Linked DNA regions of Pan troglodytes: region 1 is linked to region 2. Evidence: chromatin contacts called from public Hi-C data. All regions are on one chromosome and are shown on one strand. Each heading gives the region's core, a stretch centred on a gene start, on an enhancer-like site or on the middle of the called end of the contact. The rest is flanking DNA. Distances are from core to core; before and after follow the strand shown.

Evidence for each region. Hi-C and Micro-C count contacts between places; a contact is called where the count stands out from the background.
Region 1: a Hi-C map of a lymphoblastoid cell line shows a contact between it and region 2, with 3 times the contacts expected there. The contact joins two enhancer-like sites. A contact is called at or near these places in 2 of 7 Hi-C or Micro-C datasets (a lymphoblastoid cell line and stem cell-derived neural progenitor cells) and 1 of 1 datasets of contacts at active chromatin or transcription factors (stem cell-derived excitatory neurons).

What each region holds. Positions count from the first base shown.
Region 1 is chrX:105,192,177-105,196,902 of NHGRI_mPanTro3-v2.0_pri, forward strand. No RefSeq gene overlaps it. Among named protein-coding and RNA genes, the nearest start is that of TSC22D3, 67 kb to the right of the region's middle. Within about 2 kb of position 3,230, at least 3 of the 24 cell types and tissues checked have an H3K27ac peak or open chromatin away from gene starts, as enhancers often do. A contact at or near this core is called in a lymphoblastoid cell line, where this site is marked.
Region 2 is chrX:105,156,429-105,161,021 of NHGRI_mPanTro3-v2.0_pri, forward strand. No RefSeq gene overlaps it. Among named protein-coding and RNA genes, the nearest start is that of PRPS1, 47 kb to the left of the region's middle. Within about 2 kb of position 1,698, at least 3 of the 24 cell types and tissues checked have an H3K27ac peak or open chromatin away from gene starts, as enhancers often do. A contact at or near this core is called in a lymphoblastoid cell line, where this site is marked.

The DNA.
Region 1 (4,726 bases), core at 1,980-4,479, 37 kb after region 2:
CGTAAGGCTGCCCTGGGGACAGCCTCCCAGGGTTGGCTCTGGAGCTCCTGCTCGTCCTCCTCTGTAGCCACTTCTCTGGGGCATCTGTCCGCACACGTCTTCAGCTCCCATGACACACAGACATGCCCGCATCTCGAGCTCTAGCCCTCGACTTCACCTTCACATTTGTCTTTCTATAGGATATTTCCATATGTAAATATGCCTCGCTCAGCCAGAAATCAAAATTGGAATTCATCTTCCCTATGCAAAGCTACAGCCTTTTCCTACCCCCTGTTTCTTTCAGTGCTTCCATAGTCCACCAATCCTCCCGACTCAAAACTTCCATGTCACCAGAGGCTGGGGGAGAAGGAAATGGGGTTGGGGGGCAGTTAGTGTTTAATGGGTATACAGTGCCAGTTTGGGATGATGACAAAGTTCTTGAGAAGGATGGTGGTGATGGTTACACAACAATGTGACCATAATTAATGGCATTGGACTGTACATTTGTAATGGGTGAAAATGGTAAATTCTATGTTATGTCTATTTCACCACAATTAAAAAAAACAAAAACAAAAACCCAAACCCAAAACTCATGTCATCCTTGACTTGTGGCTATCTTGCTGTCTTCTCCCCAGCTTACTTCGCCACCAAGTAATTCTGATTTTTCACCTAGTGGAGATTCCTCAAACTTTCCCATACTCCAGCACCAAGAGGGATTTGTTAGAGTTATCAGTTCCCCAGTCCTACTCGGCTCTTTGGTGTAGGGGTGGAGCATGGAATCCACATTTTAAACTTCCCAACAAACCTGATGTGGGTGGACTGCAGACTGCACTTGGAGAAATAAATACTGCCTCTCAGTGTCTTTTGGCTTTGTCCCTTCCTCTTCCTTCTACTACCCCTATCCCTGCCCCAGCTGGCCCTCATCACCTCACACCTGGATTACAGCAACAGCTGGCCCATCACTAGCCTTTCCCTATTCCAGCCTCTCCAGCTGCCAGGACCCATCTTCTACAAATATCTTTTGCATCACATCACTTCCCTGCTCAGAAGCCTACCATGGCTCCCTGAGACCTCTTAGATTCTATCTAAAGTCACTTGGCTGGGAGCCAGCCAAGTGAGCCTCCCACCCTCCCGCTTACCTTCTTCTCTGTTCACTGCCACCCCTCCCGTGCTCATTAGTCATTTATTTTCCTTGTGTTAGTCCCTCTGCTAGTTTGGGGTGGTCTTTCTTCTATTTCCCCCTTCCCACCATGAGCCCTGGAACACTTCTGGTTACGTTGGAGGAATTATGAAAACTGTTCAGATTCTCTATCCTGCTTCTCAGTGCATTAATCTTGCCTCCCCCCAATGTGGGCTTTGCCATTCACCAGCTGTATGACTTTGGGCAAGTTGCTTAACCTCTCTGTGCCGTAGTGTTTTCATGTTCTCATGTGTAGAATGGTGATCTCAATAGGGCATACCTCATATGTCTGTGGACAGGATTAAGAGTCAACAGATGTAAAAAGTCTTATGACGGTTTCTAGCATAAAGTAAGTGCCATGTAAGTGTTAGCTATTATTAGTAATTAGTATGATCACCTCCTCTTTCAGCCAGCTCATCTCTGGAAACCATGTCTGCTTGGAATACCTAACTGATCGAGTTCTCTGTTAAACCTTGCCTGATCTTGTGGAGGCGGTTAAGTATTAAGTGTTTGGGTTTCAACAAGCTCCTGTACATGAGATAACCTGAGGAACTGGGCTGTCTACAAAGCTGTAATTATGTCCATTAATTTCTAACCAACTAGGAGGAGAGGTGCTGAGAGTTGAAAGCAAGATTTTCCAGCATAAATAGGATTGATGATGTGGATGATGTGAGGGCAACTTTGCAATAATTTTATCATTTTTTTTTTTGAGACGGAGTTTCGCTCTTGTTGCCCAGGTTGGAGTGCAATGGCGTGATCTTGACTCACTGCAACCTCCGCCTCCTGGGTTCAAGCAATTCTCCTGCCTCAGCCTCCTGAGTAGCTGGGATTACAGGCATGCGCCACCACACTCAGCTAATTTTGTATTTTTAGTAGAGATGGGGTTTCACCATGTTGGCCAGGCTGGTCTCGAACTCCTGACCTCAGGTGATCTGCCCGCCTTGGCCTCCCAAAGTGCTGGGATTGCAGGCGTGAGCCACCGCACCCAGCCAACTTCACAATACCTTAAGGGACAGTGGATCATGCACCTTTTTTCCTATGGTCTTTCTGGAGTCCTTCTGCTGATACTCCAGGTCCCAGAGGCCCTGCCCCTGGCTTCCTTGTCTGAGCCCTCCTGGAACACCCTCCTCTGTGGCCATCCCCAGCTTGAAAGCCTCACACTTTGTGTCCCAAGCAGTCCTTGTCTGGAAATAACCCATCACCCACATTTCTGTTCTAGTCTACTTTTTCTTTAAATTGACAGACACAACTAAAATTGTATGCATTTGTGATGTTTTGAAATATATACACATTGTGGAATGGCTCAATCTAGCTAATTAATATATGCATTGTTGTTTTAGCTTTCAAATCCATGTCTTTGATTTTGTAGTGAATATAATTAATTCCTTTAAGGCCCACTGAATTCACAGTTAGTGTTTGTAATTATGTGTCCCGCCGCCCCCCCCGGCCCCGCCCACCTGAGTCTCTCTTTCTCTCTCAATGAATACCAAAAGTTCAAGTACTATAGAGTTGGGGGAGGTTTGAGAATATTTTCGACATAAAAAAAGGGCCCTTATTGTCACTAAGGTTGGGAACCACTGCCCCATGGGACATGTGGGAGCCATGGGAGTAGCACTAAGTTCTCTGGCTCTCAGTTTTCTCGTCTGTCAAATGGAGGTAAATCATAACTGCCTCTTTTTCTAAGGGCAGGAAACAGAATGTTTTGTACTCAGAAGCGGGGCCAGGGAGCAGTGCTCTTGTGATCCTTGCTGCTATGCTGGGAAGCCTCCATGAGGATGAGATGAGAGAATAGATGGGAGGGCACATACAGAGGTGGCAAAAGCAGGCAGGGGATGCTTACTGCTTCAAGCCTCATTATTATTTTCCTCGTTCTGGGTCCAGCTGGACCAGCTGAGCCCAGAAGCCTAAAACCCATGGAAGTCTTTCCAGGAGCAACGTGTTCTTTTGCCTTTCTCCACCCTTAGTTGCTTTTCTGTGGAGAAACAACAACAGAAAGCTGCTCCTGTATGTGACTAAGAAACATCTACAAACTTCCTCTTATCTAGCCTAGTAACTGCTGTGGCCTCAGAAGTTGCAGTGTTTGTCTCTGTTTAGTCAGCGTTGCCTAGGAAACAAAGTTGTTCTCTCTTTACCACTATGTGACTGTGGGGCCAGTTTTTTCCCCTTTCTTGTAGGGAAAGGCTTGATGACCAGAGAGGTTTGGGGCGTTGTTGGGCTATTTTCTAGGTTTCCTTTTTTCATCTGCTTTTTCTCATTCAGCTGCAAGTCTGGCATGGGAAGTCTACAGAAGATGAACCAAATAGCCACAAAATCTCTGAGCTAATTTTGAAAGGTGGGGGATTTGGGAGTAAGTGGGGATTGGGAGAGCTGGTCAGGGTGAGGAATGGCTGCCAGGGGGCTTTGAATGCACTCGTTTGAAGTTTGTATCTGTACGAGCAGCTGTGGAATCTGCATGCCATGAACCAGTTGGCAGGTATAGACAATGAACCTGGCATTATGAATAGCAAGGTTGGGAGCAGGTGGGGAAATTGGGATTTGAGAGGCCAGCAAGCAGGAGTTTGCAATGTTCTGAAGGGTTTTGGTGATTAGAAAAGAACAGGTCAGCTGGGTGCAGTGGCTCATGCCTATAATCCCTGCACTCTGGAGGGCCAAGGCAGGCAGGTTGCTTGAGTCCAGGAGCTCGAGACCAGCCTGGGCAACATGGCGAAACCTCCATCTCTACTAAAAATACAAAAAAATATATATATTCAGGAGTGGTGGTGCACACCTGTAGCCCCAGCTACTCAGGAGGCTGAGGTGAGGATCATCTGAGCCCAGGGAGTTGAGACTGCAGTGAGCTTTGATGGCCCCACTGCATTCCAGCCTGGGCAACAAGAGTGAGACCCTGTCTCAAAAAAAAAAAAAAAAAAAAAAACCCAAAATGTCAACATGTATGACCTTTACAGAGGAAGAAGCATGTCATTTTGATTACATTTAGGCAGTGGTTGATGTAAGGGGCGGGGGGCAAGATATCTTGGTCACCTTGAGGTTTGTGGCTCAGGAAAATCAAGGAGTTCTGTTTCCCCAATTTCAAGTGGGAAAAGGATAGGTATATATGCTACCAGAAGCTGAGATGGAATGGAGTCACTTGAAGAGAGGTGATAGTTTCCCTTGGGAACACAGTGGGCTTAGAACACAGCTCAGGGTCCAGAGGAAGTTCAGGTTAGGGCGTGGTAAAGGAGACACTAAGCACTCATCAACAACCAATCAGAGAAATGCTAGGTCTCTGGATGCTGGGGACATGGATCTGGGAAAGGGTGATGGGTGATAATGAACCCCAAAGAGAGGTGGAGGAAGGAATCTGGAGCCAGGAGCCTTAGACTTGGCCCTACCCACGTGGTTGGTGGGTTTGGTGAGAGAACTTTCAGCAGTGTCCCTAAGAACTTTCAGCAGGGACTGAGGATATCTTTCCTTGGCTGGAAGTAGGGGGAAGAGCAAAGGAAAGGGGGGTGGTTTTGCTACCTCATACATTCTCCCTCCTTCTCTTACTAGAGCCTTCTTAGCTCCTTTGCCAAGTCAAGTGTCACA
Region 2 (4,593 bases), core at 448-2,947:
GCAGGAGAATGGCATGAACCTGGGAGGGGGAGCTTGCAGTGAGCTGAAGTCGTGCCACTGCACTCCAGCCTGGGCAACAGAGTGAGACTCTGTCTCAAAAAAAAAAAAAAAAAAAAAAAAAGCTAGGCATGGTGGCATGCGCCTGTAGTCCCAGCTGCTTGGGAGGCTGAGACAGGCAGGAGAATCACTTGAACCCAGGAGGTGGAGGTTGCAGTGAGCCAAGATCGTGCCACTGCACTGCAGCCTGGTGACAGAGACTCCATCTCAAAAAAAAAAAAAAAAGAGATTCAAATGGTAAAAAATTTTAAAACACCACGAAAACAAAAACAAAACAGCCCGTGCAGCAGCCTGGTCCACTGAGCTTGCAGCCCAGACATTGGTGGTGGGTTTTGAGGTCTAAAAATAGGGCCTCCTATGGCAAAAATTGGTCACCTGGACAGGAACAGCAGTGAGAGCTTATTGCCTGAAGAGGGTGCAAGAGAGCTCTGGGACGGTGAGTTTCCTCACCTACCCCATCTCCCTTTCCCCCCTCCCTCCGTGTGTGCGTGCGTGCGTGTGTGTGTGTGTGTGTGTGTGTGTGTGGTGTGCACTGCACCACCCCACCCCACTCCAGAGCAGACAGACCGCCAGCCCAGCAGAAGCAACTGGGTGTGGCCTGACTCCCAGGGAGTCCTGGGGAATCCCTGCAACTGAGCAAAGTTCGCTCCTGCCTCTTCCAGATTCTCCAGGGAGCTGTCCTCTCCTCTGAGGTCCAAGTTAGCTAGCCTATTCTCCAGTGAAAAAACTGATAGAAGGTATCCAGTTTTCAGGATTGTCCGGGGGGAAATGGAGGCAGTCCAGCAGAAAGATCATCGATTCAAGTGTAGCGGACTTGGGTTCAAATCCTGATTCTCCCACTTAGTAGAGTATGACCTTGGCCACAGTGTTTAACCTCTCTGTGCCTCAGTTTCCTTGGCTGTAAAACAGTACAGGGACCCATCTCAAAACTGTTGAGGATTAAATGAGATGTGCAAAGCACTTACAATAGTAAGTGCGAGATAAGCATCAGCTAGGATTACCTCATGAAGTGATTATTAAATGGTGAAAGGGTGGAAGCACCCAGTACCGTACAGGCCCTCAATCAGTGGTAGCTGATATAATGATGCTAATAATAACGATGAAGGTGCAGAGGCCCGAGAACCTAGCAGTCAGAGCAATGGCCAGAGGAATGTGGAGATGCCTAGTGCTGGCAGAGAAAGGAAAGCCCTGTTTCAGGGGCTCTAGGGAAGACAGTGGCAGCAAGTCCCTAGAGAGCACTGCTTGGCATCTCCTCTAGGTTGTTGCTCTGTGGCTCAGGCAGCCATTCAAAGGCATGGGAAGGGAAGGAAAGAACCAGCAGTAGACATCCAGTGACACTGTTGGCCTTCCACCCATGGGAAACCTTCAGAGGAAGGGGAAGGGGCGGGGCCACCTTGGAGTCTCCAGGGACCAGCTGTACAGTAACAGCCTTTTTTATTATTATTATTTTTTATTTTCTCAATTCCTCCCCTCTTGGTGTCAAGCTTGTTTTTGTGGCTGGAGAGGAAAGGCATGGGCGGGGCTCGGCTGCACAGCACTTGGAACCACAAACCCGCCCCCAGAGTGAGGGTACAGAATGTACCCAGACTGCAAACCACACCCTTGTGGCTTGGGGAGGCCCCTGAGGTGGGCTGCGGAACTGTCACACTACATTGTTTGAGCCCTGCACCTAGTAACCAGCCTGGGAGCCTGCAGTGCTCAGACAACGGGGTGTACTCAGGGGTCAGGACTGAGTTAAAGGACCTTCTGCCAAATGGTCCCCCAGGACTAAGGATCCCTCTGATCGGAAAAAGAGGTCCATGGACCCCTGACACCCTCCTGGGACCAGATTAAGTCTGGAGCTGGCCTAGGAGAGGTTCCAGCCAAAGGCTACAGCCTGCAGACACTCCCAGTCACATCCAGATCCTACTCCACCCCCAACCAATTTAGGGGAGCAGATTCTGCTTCCCTTTACCTGTCCTCCCCACCCCACTCCCTCTCAGGGAGGCCCCTCCTCCCAGGGAGGTTGCCCTCCCTCCCCCAGTCAGGGAGGCCTATGTAGGGTTTCCAGAGCAGTGAAGGGAGGAAACCAGATGGGACCTTTTGGGAGGGTGGAGACAGTTTTCCGAAGCCTGAAGTGACTTGAAAATGACAGAAGGTTGGGAGGGGGGCCAAACCCACAGCAGAGAGGGGAGGGACTTCCAGTTGGACGGGTTAGAGGAAGAAGGTCCTGTGAAACCCGGGTGAAATTCAGCAGGGATGAGTGCAAGGGGTTCGTTAGTGACAAAACCTAACAACATAATTTGGCTCGACACAAATAAACAAGGAAAACACCAAGTGAAGGAGGGAGTTGACCACAAGCTGAGTAAGATTCAGCGTCAAAATAGAGCACAGCTCACTTCTGTGGACCACATTTTCCAAACCAAAGATCAGGACACATATTTGACAAGGATGAATGTACTTATGGGGAAACAAGCCCGAGTGTTTGAAGCTGAGACTCTCCCCAGCAAACATGGGTCCTAAGCTTGTTGAGACCATGCTCTGTGACAGTCTAGAGTCTTCATCAGACAGCCATGTCCATCATCTGGGGAAAAGGGAAAAGGCTCAGAATAGGAAGAAAGATGAAAGATGGGGCCTCGGGGCAGAGACTGGTGAAGTAGAGGCAGTGTAGTGAGGCGGAAAGAGTTCAGGCTTTGTCACTTAGTGGCTGTGCAACATCAGGAAAGTTACTTAACCTCTCTGAGCTCCAGTTTCTGCGTCTTTAAAACTTGGGTAATAATCTCTGCCCTAAAGGTTGTTGTGAAGATTTAAGTGATTCACAAAATATATAAAGCACTAAGCACATAGTAGGTCCTCAAGAAATGCTTGGCTGTCCATTTGGAGAAGGGAGAAATAAGATGAGAAGATTTTATAAGGAGGCTACTAAGCAGTAATTTTCCCACACTCATGGAAACTGGAACAAAAAGACAGACTATGGCTGGAGTAGAAAGGATTTGGGTGGGTTTGGGAAGAACCTGGTGACTGTCAGAAGTTGCAAACTGGTGGCTAACAGACTGAATCCAGCCCTTGGGCAGGTTTTGTTTGGCCTGAACAGTGTTTTCCATAAATTTGAATTAGTTGGCAACCTTTTAAAAAGTGGAAGATTTCACATAAAAATCCACATATTGGCTTCTTTTGCAAAAAAGCAGAGAATCTAGCAACTCTGGACCCTCATGGCTGCATGGCAATGATTGTGGGAAGGGAGTAAGGGCCGTTTGTTTTAGAGGGTTTTTCATGCCAGTGCTTTGCAAACCGTAATGTGTGTAATTGCAACATCCAGACGGAGCAAATCCTTAGAGACAGAAAGTACAGCAGCGGTTGCCCATGGCTGTGGGGAGGGAAATGGGGACTGACTGCTAAAGGGTCTGGGGTTTCTTTTTGGAGTGATGAAAATGGAACCAGATAGAGGTGGTGGTTACACAGCATTCTGAATATACTAACAACTTCTTAATTGTACACATTAAAAGGGTGAATTTTATGGCATGTGAATGATACTTTAATAGGGCTGTTATTTTTAAAATGCAAATGCTGATTCAGTAGATCCCAGCTGGGGCTCAAGATTCTGCATTTCTGACAAGCTCCCAGTTGTGGTTCATGCTGCCGGGCTTGGGACCAGCTCTGAGCAGCGAGCTCTTGCACTGCTGGTTTTCAGAGTCAGCTGCACATTGGAACCACCTGGGGAGTTTAGAAAAACACTCCTGCCTAGGTCTCACCCCCTGGGATTCTGATAACATTGGTGTAAGGTGAGACCCGGGTGTCCGGATTTGTAAAAGCTCCCCAGGTGATTATAATTTGCAGCCAATTTTGAGAACCACCCTCTTGTACCCTGGCCACTTTCCCCTTTCCCCTTACCTGCCTAGGCAGGCTCTCAGGCATTTGACCCCTGCTCTCCTCTAAACCCCAAAGCTTGGCTTCCAAGGCTGTGCCAGGGCGGCCAGCCCTGCCTGCCTCTCCACCTCCTCCCTGCCCACCCCTCATCCCACTGTAGTTCTGGGATTCTGAGGCCAAACCTTCATTGCCTCCCCCACTTTTTCCCGCCTCCCTAGTTAGCGGAGCTTGTTTTGTTTTCTTGGGCAGCTTTGAGTGAGGACATGTGTCAGAGGCGTTTGGAAAATCTAAAGAACTCACGTCCTTCCCTGGTGCCTCTTGTCCCCACTCCAGTCACCCGGAACTCACCAGGAGCCCCAGGCAGGGCGAAGCGTCCCGGTCCCGCCCTCGTCTGGCGGCCGCATGGAGGCCCACATGCCTTACGCTCCCCAAGCCGGGGCCGCGTGGGGCGACATGTGCTGCCGGTCACAGGGGAGGGTGGCCAGAGGCAAGTGATGCTGATCAGCATGGGCTTGGAAGCCGCCTAAGAACCAACCACAGCGACTTTTCCAGTGGGATGAGGAGGACGGGGAGGAGAAAAAAGTGGGCGGGGGCGGGGGAGGAGATCTTACACCAAGGCTTACTGGGTAATTTATTATTGCGTGAGAGCGTCTTAGAGCAGCAGCCCTGATCAACGTCCAGACATAGCAA